Linked DNA regions of Mus musculus: region 1 is linked to region 2. A link is a contact called in public Hi-C data. All regions are on one chromosome and are shown on one strand. Each heading gives the region's core, a stretch centred on a gene start, on an enhancer-like site or on the middle of the called end of the contact. The rest is flanking DNA. Distances are from core to core; before and after follow the strand shown. Region 1 holds the start of Phox2a (paired-like homeobox 2a). Region 2 overlaps Clpb (ClpB caseinolytic peptidase B).

Region 1 (4,666 bases), core at 806-3,305, 120 kb before region 2:
CTCTGCCATTGAGATTCTCCAGGCAGGTCTACTTTAGACTCTATGTACCGATGGGGTTCCCTTTCTCCTCACCCCATCTCCTCAGCCCATGTCTCTCTTTCCCAAGCTTTCCCCCCTCAGTCCTGCCTCTCCTCCCTGGTCCATATTCTTTAGGTATTTCCGCTCCCCTGCCTCCATCTGAGCCTCTCTTCAACTTTCCCCTTCTGGATCCACTGTTCTTTGTGCCCACGAAGACCGCTTCTTATTCCTTCTTACTCAAGTTTTTCTATTTTCTTTGTCCCCTTTCTCCCACTCAGTCACCTCTGTCCCACTTCCTCTAAGTCCTGTCCCAGCCCCTCCCTCACCATCTTCCAACACCTGACGCAGACACCATCTCTAAATCCTTGTATCTAAGTCTGGTTTAAATTTCCATGTTTTTCATGGGGTCCCATCTTCCCAAATTCTTCTCTTCTGCACTCCATCTTTCTTTCCCTCTCGAGTATTTGTTTTCAGGCTCGTTTGGTGTCCATCTTCCATAATGTGTGTTCCCACCATCTGGTTCTTATCTCTGTTTTCCAACACTATGCACCCATTCCTCTCAGGGTCTCCATTTGTGTTTCCATCTCTCCGTACCTTATCCCATCCACAGTCTCACAGACCCTTTTCTCAAGGGTCCTATCTTCCTATTTCCTGTTCCCATTTATGGGATCCCCATCCTGGCCTGGCCCAGCACCACCAGTCTTCCTAACCCCATTTTGGTCTACGGCCGCCTCTTAAAGGTCATTATTTCTCTAAATTAAGGTATTTATCTCCCCAACAAACCCCAGACCTCCTTTCGGGTTCCAGTGATATTTGGGGGTGGGGGGATTATGAAAGGAGGAAGCCGGGTGGGGCATGCTGGGACACTAACAGAAGGCATAGGGATACCTAAAAGGCTAAATGACGTTGAGGGTTTGGACTGGGACTTGCTTGGATCAAAGGACTCGAGGGTGGAGGATCTATCTGCTCCTGGGATTTCAAGGGCTGTCGTCCGGGATGGGAGGGAATGTGGGAATGAAAGTGGTCCAAATGATAGAGGCTCCTTTTCTGTGGCTATGGGACCCGTTTTTTTGTTTTTTGTTTTCTGCTGGTGCAGTAAGGTTTGGGCCCAGGCAGGATAGGTCTAAGACAGGGCAAGGTGAGGCTGGAAAGAAGGAATCAAGGCTGGGGGAAGGATGCCATCTGGGCAGCTCAGCGGCAGCAGGGATCTTTGTTGAGGGTGGCATCACCCAAGACACAGGTGGTAAGAATGAGAGTTGGCTGGACTGAGCTGGAAGCCAATTCTGAGGATTCTGGGAATGGAGAGGTTTGGTGGTCACCTTTGTAGGTGGGGAGGGGAAGGCCTAATGAGAGGCCTAAGACTGGACCTGTTTCTTTGATACGAAAGGCACAGGGTAGGGGGTTGGCATTGAGAAAGAGGAACCGTTGGAACAAGAGGGTGCGGCTCATCCCTGCCAAGAAGAAACTCCTATTACCGGGGGTCTCAAAGTACACTGGAGGAGTCTAGCCAGCAGCATAGGTAGGGGTGGCTTGTGGGTTCAGTCACAATTACTTGCAGAGTAGGAAAGGTAGTTGGGGTTTCATGGGGTTTGGAGGTGGGGTTTGGAGGTAGGGTTGGGATGGGACTGCGCTCACCTGCCGAGTAGGGTGCGGGCTGGTGGTCGCGTAGGGCGCCAAGCGCACAGTTGGAGGAGCCGAGCGCGGGGCAAGGTGGCCCAGCGGCGGGGAAGGCAGGCCGCAGGGGACTGTATTGGAAGCCTCCAGGCTGGCTGCAGGCGCCGAAGTCACCGTAGGCGGACGCCTCCATGGCCGCCACGCACGAATCGTACGAATTGAGGTAGGAGTAGTCCATCGGCCCGAGGGGGCGGGGGCGGGGGCCGGGCAGGGCCGGGTCTGGTTGGGGTCGGGGTCCCGGGCTGGGTGGAGTTCGGGATGGAGATTCGAGCTCCAGGCGCAGAGGACCTGAGACCGGCTCTGAGCGCCCGAGAGTCCGCCCGCCCCGTCGCGGCCCGCACTCTGCCCCGGTGCAACGCAAGTGCAGTGCTGCCAGCCCGCGCGCCTTTTAACGCGCAGGACCCCGCGGAGGGGGCGAGGCGGGGCGAGCTCCGCGGGGCGGGGCCTGAGCGGCCCAGACCCCGCCCCTAGCCACCTCGGGTCCCCCACCCCAAAGGGCCTCCCTCTTAGGGCTCCCGAGGTGCAGGCGGAGCATCGTGGGACCCCAATCCGAGAGTCCCTTATCCTGTCCCAATCCGGCCTAGACCTTCGATCTCTACACAACATGCCCAGCAGGAGGGTCCCGACCTCGTTCCTGGGCCTCCCACCTGCGGCCCCGTGGAAGCTAGGGAGGCAGGCCCCGCGGTGCTGGTGTGAAGAAGTTAATTCAATTCTCCCAGATAACCGAATTATTCCGATCTGGCCCTTCAGCCCCGCCCCCAGCTAGGTCCTATCCCTGCGAGGACTGCCGAGGCTGCCCTAGAGTGAGGGGGATGGAGACAGGGATGAGAAAGAGACAGGAGCCTGGGACAGGGACAAGGAGGGGACGTGGGTATGGAGAGACTAGAGAAAAGGGGTCAGACCTCGAAATAGAAGTAAGGGAAGACAAGGATGAAGCGGTAGAAGAGAAAGGCAGGGGTGGAGATGGAGATTGGCAGAGAGAGGAGGCCAGCAGGATGGAGAAAGACAGGCATGGAGACAGAGGGACACGGATGAACATGGACGTGGACTGCAACCAGGGCTGTGATGGAGCTGCAGAGAAGGCTGAAACAAATCAGAGACAATCACAGTGAGACCACACACAGGATGGCCTTAGGCTAACAAGGACAGAAACAGACCAGCGAAACAGAGGCCGATGAGTGGAGAGAAAGGACATCCCCGAGAGCTGGGATTTGTGACCAGAGCACCGAAGGCGACCAAGACATTGTGGTGGAGAGGCTGGGGGTGGGAGGGGTTGGCAAGGCATTAGAGGAGAAGGCTGCAGGGTTGAAGTCTCTCTCTCTGAGAAGTCTCTTGTCTTGAGGGCCACAGGAGCCTGCACCTGCTGGGTCCAGGCCACTCCCTCCCATCCCGGCTTCTCAGCTCTGTTGTCCTCTCCAATAGCTTGTGACCTCTGGACTCGCGCGTGTGTGTGTGCGTGTGCGTGTGCGTGTGCGTGTGTATGTGTGTGTGTGTGTAACTGTGTCTGTGTAGGATGCTGAGCCTTAGGACTATGGTAATGACTCCCTCTCTCTCCTTCAGTGCCTTTCTTCTTCCCCTTTGAGTCGTCCCTGCCTTCTTCTGGAAAAGCCAGGTCATTGACCCTCCAAGGATTTTCCCCAGCTCTCCAGGCTGTGTGGTGAATGGAATACATTTAGCATCTTTACCTGGAGGATGAGTAGAAACCCCCTTCTGTCTCTTTGGCTCTCCTGAAGGATGAATTGAACCTCTCCTCATTAGTCCCCAGCCCCAAGTCCCCAGGTTTCTACACTAAGTCCTGCTGATGGGAAGTCTGAGATCCAAAAAGAAGCCAGAAGAGGGCCATGTCCTTGTCACCAAACAAAATCCTCTAGGATTAAGAGAAACTCTCCTGGAATTCCTCTTTCCTCATGTTTGCCAGCACAGTGGGACCACAACCCTCGGGTCCGTCCCTTTCCCAGGCTAATTATTCTTTGCTTGACTCATGCCTCGGTTTCTGTAAGTATTCTATGTCAGGAGTTTTGGAGTTGTGTGTGTGTGTGTGTGTGTGTGTGTGCATGTGTGCACGCATGTGTGTGTGTGTTTCCAAGCCATTTTCCCTTGCTTTGGGTATGTTGTGTTAAAATATGCATAAACACAAATTTTACCATTATAGCTATTTTAATTGTATATTTCAGTGTTGCTAGTTCTCATCATGTTGGACAATACAGCATCACTGTCTTGTTTATATTTATTTCCATAATTCTTGATCTTGTATAACCCAAACTCCATACATGAAGAAATAACTCTCTAACCACCTTCCCTACCTTCTGGTAGCTACCCTTCTGATATCTATCTATCTATCTATCTATCTATCTATCTATCTATCTATCTATCTACCTATGTAGTTTTTTGAGATAGGGTCTCCTGTATCCCAGGTGGCCTTGATCCCCCTGTGTAGCTAAGCATGATCTTGAATACCTAATTCTCCTGACCCTTGCTCTGACCAGCTGCATGCACTAACACTCAGTTTTATGAGAGGTTCTGGGATCTAATCCAGGACTATATGTACACTAGGTGAGCACTTTATCACTGAGCTAAGCACCCAGCATCATCTCTGTAATTTTGAATACTCTAAATATCTTATAAAAATGGAACCATACATCATTTACCTGGTTGTGACTGGCTTATTTCATTGATCATAATGTTCTCAAGGTTGTCTATGTGTGGCATAAGTTAGAATTTGTTTCCTTTAAGGTGGACTAGTATTCTATTGTATGTAATATCCATTTTTTTCATTTCTATGTATTCATTCATGGATACATAGATTCATGTTTTAGGTGCCGTGAATAACAATGATATGAATGTGGGCATACAGATGTGTGTCTTTATTGAAGGACAAAAGACATATTCACTCTTGATTTTATGTGTGTTTTGCCTGTGTGTGTTTATGTGTATTGCAGTTGTGCCAGTGCCTATGGAGAACAGAAAAGGACAT
Region 2 (4,629 bases), core at 998-3,497:
CAATGAAGAAGTCAAGAAGTCAGTTTGGGAGCTTGGCTGGACAGTCTACTGACTGCTCATGAGGCTAGGCAGCCTGGTCAGAGGCATTGATGGAGCCAACTCTAGAGGCTCTGCAGCATTGTGCATGAACTGGGGAGGCAAAGGTCAGGGAAAGAGAATTTTCTTTGTAAAACTACAAGGCTTTTTAATTTTTACAAACAAATTAAAAGGTAGTAAGTAAGGTACCCGTGAAAAATGTGTTCCAGTCTCTCACAATAATAAGTTTCTGCATAGTTACTATGAAACCAGTAACCACCCATTATAATAAGCTCCAGTGGACTAGATATCTCACAGAATCACTATTTCAGATCTTTATGCAACTTGCAAAGGACAGTAGATGTTGTTAAAGAGTAAACAGAGGCACAGCAAGAATCAAAAGTATACACTAAATAAGCCAAGATTTGTAAAAACGGGTCAGATTGAGTCTAAACCAAGGATGTATTCCTCAAGCCTCAATGGCTCTCATCTATTTCAGGCATAAGTTTGTACTATCTCTGTAGACTGGCCTTGAACTCAGAGGTTCACCTGCCTGTAACTCTCAAGTGCTGGGATTAAAGGTGTGCGCCACCACCATCTGGACTAGCTGCTGTACTATCTCCTAGTCTCAGATCCTTACTAGGTTACTGAAGACAGTTGTTATCTTCAGATCGCAGTTAAAGCAGAGCAGGTTACAGGGGCTAGCAGGAACAAGAGACAATGTGCCAAGATGGGTGACACATCTAGGTGTTCAAGGAAAGCAGGGCATAGAAAGGTGAGAATCGAGGAATCAAGATCACCCACCTTAGCCTTTCCAGGACAGTCCTTGACTAGTTCTAAAGATGACTCTATGACCTCCAGGCTGTGGCTCATAATATATGGTCACCAAACCTTATTGTCATAGCTTCTGAGTATAGCATGAGTCTAAACTAGGCTCTCTAGGCAAATGAGCCATCAGAGTACGACCGGGCACTTGAGACAGGTTTAGTCAGCACTTTAGTATTACCTGGATTTCACAGGGTTTGGTTCTAACTGCTGACCTATACATTCACCCCGCATGTGTGTTGATGTGTGTTGGTGTTTATCTGTGTGTTTGTATTGGTGTGTATGCACATGAGTATAGATGCCTCATTAACTACTGAGTCATTTCTCAAGTTCTCCTATTTATTTTTTGTTTTTGTTTTTTCTGAGACAGGATTTCTCTGCAAAGAGCTCTATCCTGGAACTCAAATTGTAGACCAGGCTGGCCTCAAACTCACAAAGCCACCTGCTTCTGCCTCCCAAGTGCTAGGATTAAAAGGCATGCACCACAACTTGCGGCTAATTTTTTAAAAATTAACAATAATTCTTAGGGGGCTGGAAGAATGACACAATGGTTAAGAAGAGTACTGGCTCCTCTTCCAGGCCCTCCTGGCTCCTATATGGTGGCTCACCACTATCTGTGTACTAGTGACTTTTCTACTGCTAAGACACCATGACTTAGGCAAATTATCAAAGAAAGTGTCTAACTGGGCTTATGGTTTCAGAGGGCTAAAATTCATCATGGCAGGGTGAAAAGCAAGCACGGCAGCAGGAACAGCTGAGGGATGGGCAGAGAGACACACCGGAAAACGCTTGAGTCTTTTAAAACCTCAAAGCCCACCCCCAATGACACATCTCCTCTCCTTCCCAAATAGTTCCACCAATGGGAAACCAACTATTCAAATGTATGAACTTGTGGGAGCCGTACTTATACAAACAATCATAGCCTGTAATTCAACTTCTAGGAGATCTGACACCCTCTGGCCTTTGTGGGCACTAGGTATACATGTAGACAAAATACCACACACACACACACACACACACACACACACACACACAAGCTTTTACAGTCAGGCAGTGGTGGCACACGCCCTTAATCCTGGCACTTGGAAGGCAGAGGCAGGCAGATCTCTGTGAGTTAGAGGCCAACTTGGTCTACAGAGCAAATTCCAACATGGCCAAGGCTATACAGAGACCTTGTCTCAAACAAGCAAATATCTTAAAAATAAATAAGAATTCTTGGGTTGGGAAGATGGCTCAGTCAGTCAGAAAAGAGCCTGCTGTGCAAGCAGAAGACTTGAGTTCATGCCTTCGCACTCACAGAGTCCAGTGAGGAAGCAGTGCCTGCACTCAGCACTGGAGGTGAGCAAATTCCTAATGCTCACTTCCAGTCAGTATAGCTAAATGGTGACCTCCAGGTTCAGTGAGAAACTGTGTCTCAAAAAACAATGTTTATAGCCACAGAGGAAGAGACCCAATGTTCATCTCTAGTCTTCACTTACACATACATGCACACACATAAATTCTTTTTGCAGCCCTGGGAACTGAATCCAAGACTATACGTGACATACAAACACTATAACCCTGAGCTATACCTCTGGCCCCATTAATTCTTACCAGCACCGATTTAACCATTACTATAACTCAGCGAGATAATGTCCTTCCACATAACCTATCAGTATGCCTTTGCACATCATTTAATCTGCCAATTTGGTTGGCCTCAATGAAATCAGTGACACAGCTACTGAACAGAACACAGCCCCATGGCTCATCACTTGACATTGACTCTGTAGCCTTACATTCATATATAAACAATTAACTAGGTCATTTCATCACTTATTAGTGTAAATATATTGTTTCCTACAACATATTTTATTCATGTAGATGTCACAAGAGATAACTAAATACAATGTTGAAACTTGAGTTGTGGCAGCCTTATCTAACTCAGACTCCTGCCCCTCCAGCCTTGGAGTCCTAGTCAGATAAGCAGCTTGTGGCACAGAGGCATTGGAAGATGTCTCTTAAGAGAGGTATGGGTCTGGACCATATCACAGACCGGAAAATAACTAGCCTTTCCTAACCACAGCTGAACCAGACGGCACTGGATACGTTCCTGCCCCAACTGACACTCTCCAGAAGCAAGCACTGAACACATAACCCCATGATAGGATACAGAATTGAAGGAGGAAGGGGGGAAGGGGCCAATACTTTAGGCAAATGAGCTGGCACGGCTTTCCATCGAGCAGTGTCTTGGGTTGCCTGAGGTCGAGGCATGCATCTGCCAAACTTGAAACGGGAGCATGCTGCAATTGGAATATCATTACTACAAAACAGGATTATCATGAACAACGATTCCAAATGGGATTAGAAATGATTCTTTGTTACTCAGAGGTAATCGGCAACAGCAGCAGCAGTGGAGAACCATCAAGCCCTGAACACTTTTCTGGGGGCATGGTACTGGCATTCCAGGCACTCGGCCAGCATCCTTGCCCACCCTCCTTGCTGGGAAATACTGGGCATTATCCTGCATTGGGCAGAGGGCCACCTGGGACAAAAGCCAGCTACATATCAAGGAATGCTACTCAAGGGTCCCCTAGTATAGGCCCAGTTTCTTAGAGGGAAAGGGGTGCAAAGAGAATCCCAGAGCCCAACTGACTCAGCCACCTAAGAGTTACTGAGACAGGTACCAATGCCATTACATCTCAGGCAGGCTTACCTGGGGTTGTTCTAGGGAAGTCAGTAATAATAAAGAAGGCACTTAACCTCACCACTGCTTACTACATGGGAGGCACTGTTCTAAACACTTTATACATTTGACCCTCACAGCTTTGTTTATTATCCTGTTTTACAGCTGGGGAAACAATCACCTAAAAGTCAAATAACTTGCCAATCATCTAATGAGTAAGAGGCACAGTTTGAATTTGAACACAGGTATCTGACTCTAGAGCCCACAACTGTTTACATACTAGCTAGGGATGTCCAACCTCTGTCACTGATGTTGCCATTTTCAAATGGCTTGGCTCTGCATTTGCAGATATCCTGAGATGAAGGCTGGACAGACCTGTGTTGGACAGGCAGTCACAGGCAGAGAGAAAGGTGCTCAATGCTTATAACTAGGGTATGTGTGCTGGGTTGTTTTATGTCAACTTCTCACAAATCGTTTTTAATCTATCTGACTAAAGTCATCTGAGAGAAGTGAACCTCAATTGAGAAAATGCCTCCATAAGATCCAGCTGTAGGGCATTTTAATTAATGAATGACGGGGAGGGCCCAGGCCATTTGTGGATGCTGCCACTTACGGAGCTAGCCACGGAGGAAGCCAGTAGTAAGCATCCCTCCATGCCCTCTTCATCAGCTCCTGGCTCCAGGTTCCTGCTCTGTTTGAGTTCCTGTCCTCATTTCCTTCAATGATGAACTAGATTAGAAGTGTAAGCCAAATAAATCCTTTCCTCTCTCAGTTGCTTTAATCATGGTGTTTCATCTCAGCAATGGAAACTATAACTAAGAGAGTCTTCCCTCAGAAGTCTCTGGTCGTAGATCCTGCCAGCTCCTCCTCCTAGCCTGGTCTACCTCTGATCCAGGCAGCAGCGATAGAGGCTGCCAGGGAAGCTGCCAGAAGTCCAGCAAGGGCAGCATCGGCTTCCTAGTACCAAGACCACCTGTGGGGCCTCTAGGTGCACAGGGGAGACTTACAGAGCCTCCCCTGTAGGACAGCAACCTGGCTGGTAGTGCTGGTTTCTTACAGACAGGACTTAATGGTCCCCTTCCCTGGGTGAGGTGGAGGGAAAATAAGCAAATGCTAAAAATAAATGA

What was found. A called contact is a pair of places that touch in the nucleus more often than the background predicts.
Region 1: a contact with region 2 is called in a Hi-C map of the N1E-115 cell line, with 2.5 times the contacts expected there. The contact joins the promoter of Phox2a here to the enhancer-like site in region 2. A contact is called at or near these places in 9 of 39 promoter capture datasets (the 3T3-L1 cell line, 3T3-L1-derived adipocytes, the C10 cell line and 5 more), 5 of 484 Hi-C or Micro-C datasets (the AML12 cell line, the N1E-115 cell line, bone marrow-derived macrophages and 2 more), 7 of 115 datasets of contacts at active chromatin or transcription factors (craniofacial prominence, embryonic forebrain, embryonic hindbrain and 4 more) and 4 of 9 other capture datasets (adipose tissue, liver, macrophages and 1 more).

What each region holds. Positions count from the first base shown.
Region 1 is chr7:101,815,702-101,820,367 of GRCm38.p6, reverse strand. It overlaps Phox2a (paired-like homeobox 2a), which reads right to left and starts at 2,055. Exons shown (of 3, transcript NM_008887.2): 1 at 1,654-2,055. The coding sequence starts at 1,870.
Region 2 is chr7:101,695,784-101,700,412 of GRCm38.p6, reverse strand. All of the region lies in intron 3 of Clpb (ClpB caseinolytic peptidase B), which reads right to left. Among named protein-coding and RNA genes, the nearest start is that of Clpb, 34 kb to the right of the region's middle. Within about 2 kb of position 2,247, at least 19 of the 459 cell types and tissues checked have an H3K27ac peak or open chromatin away from gene starts, as enhancers often do. A contact at or near this core is called in the N1E-115 cell line, where this site is marked.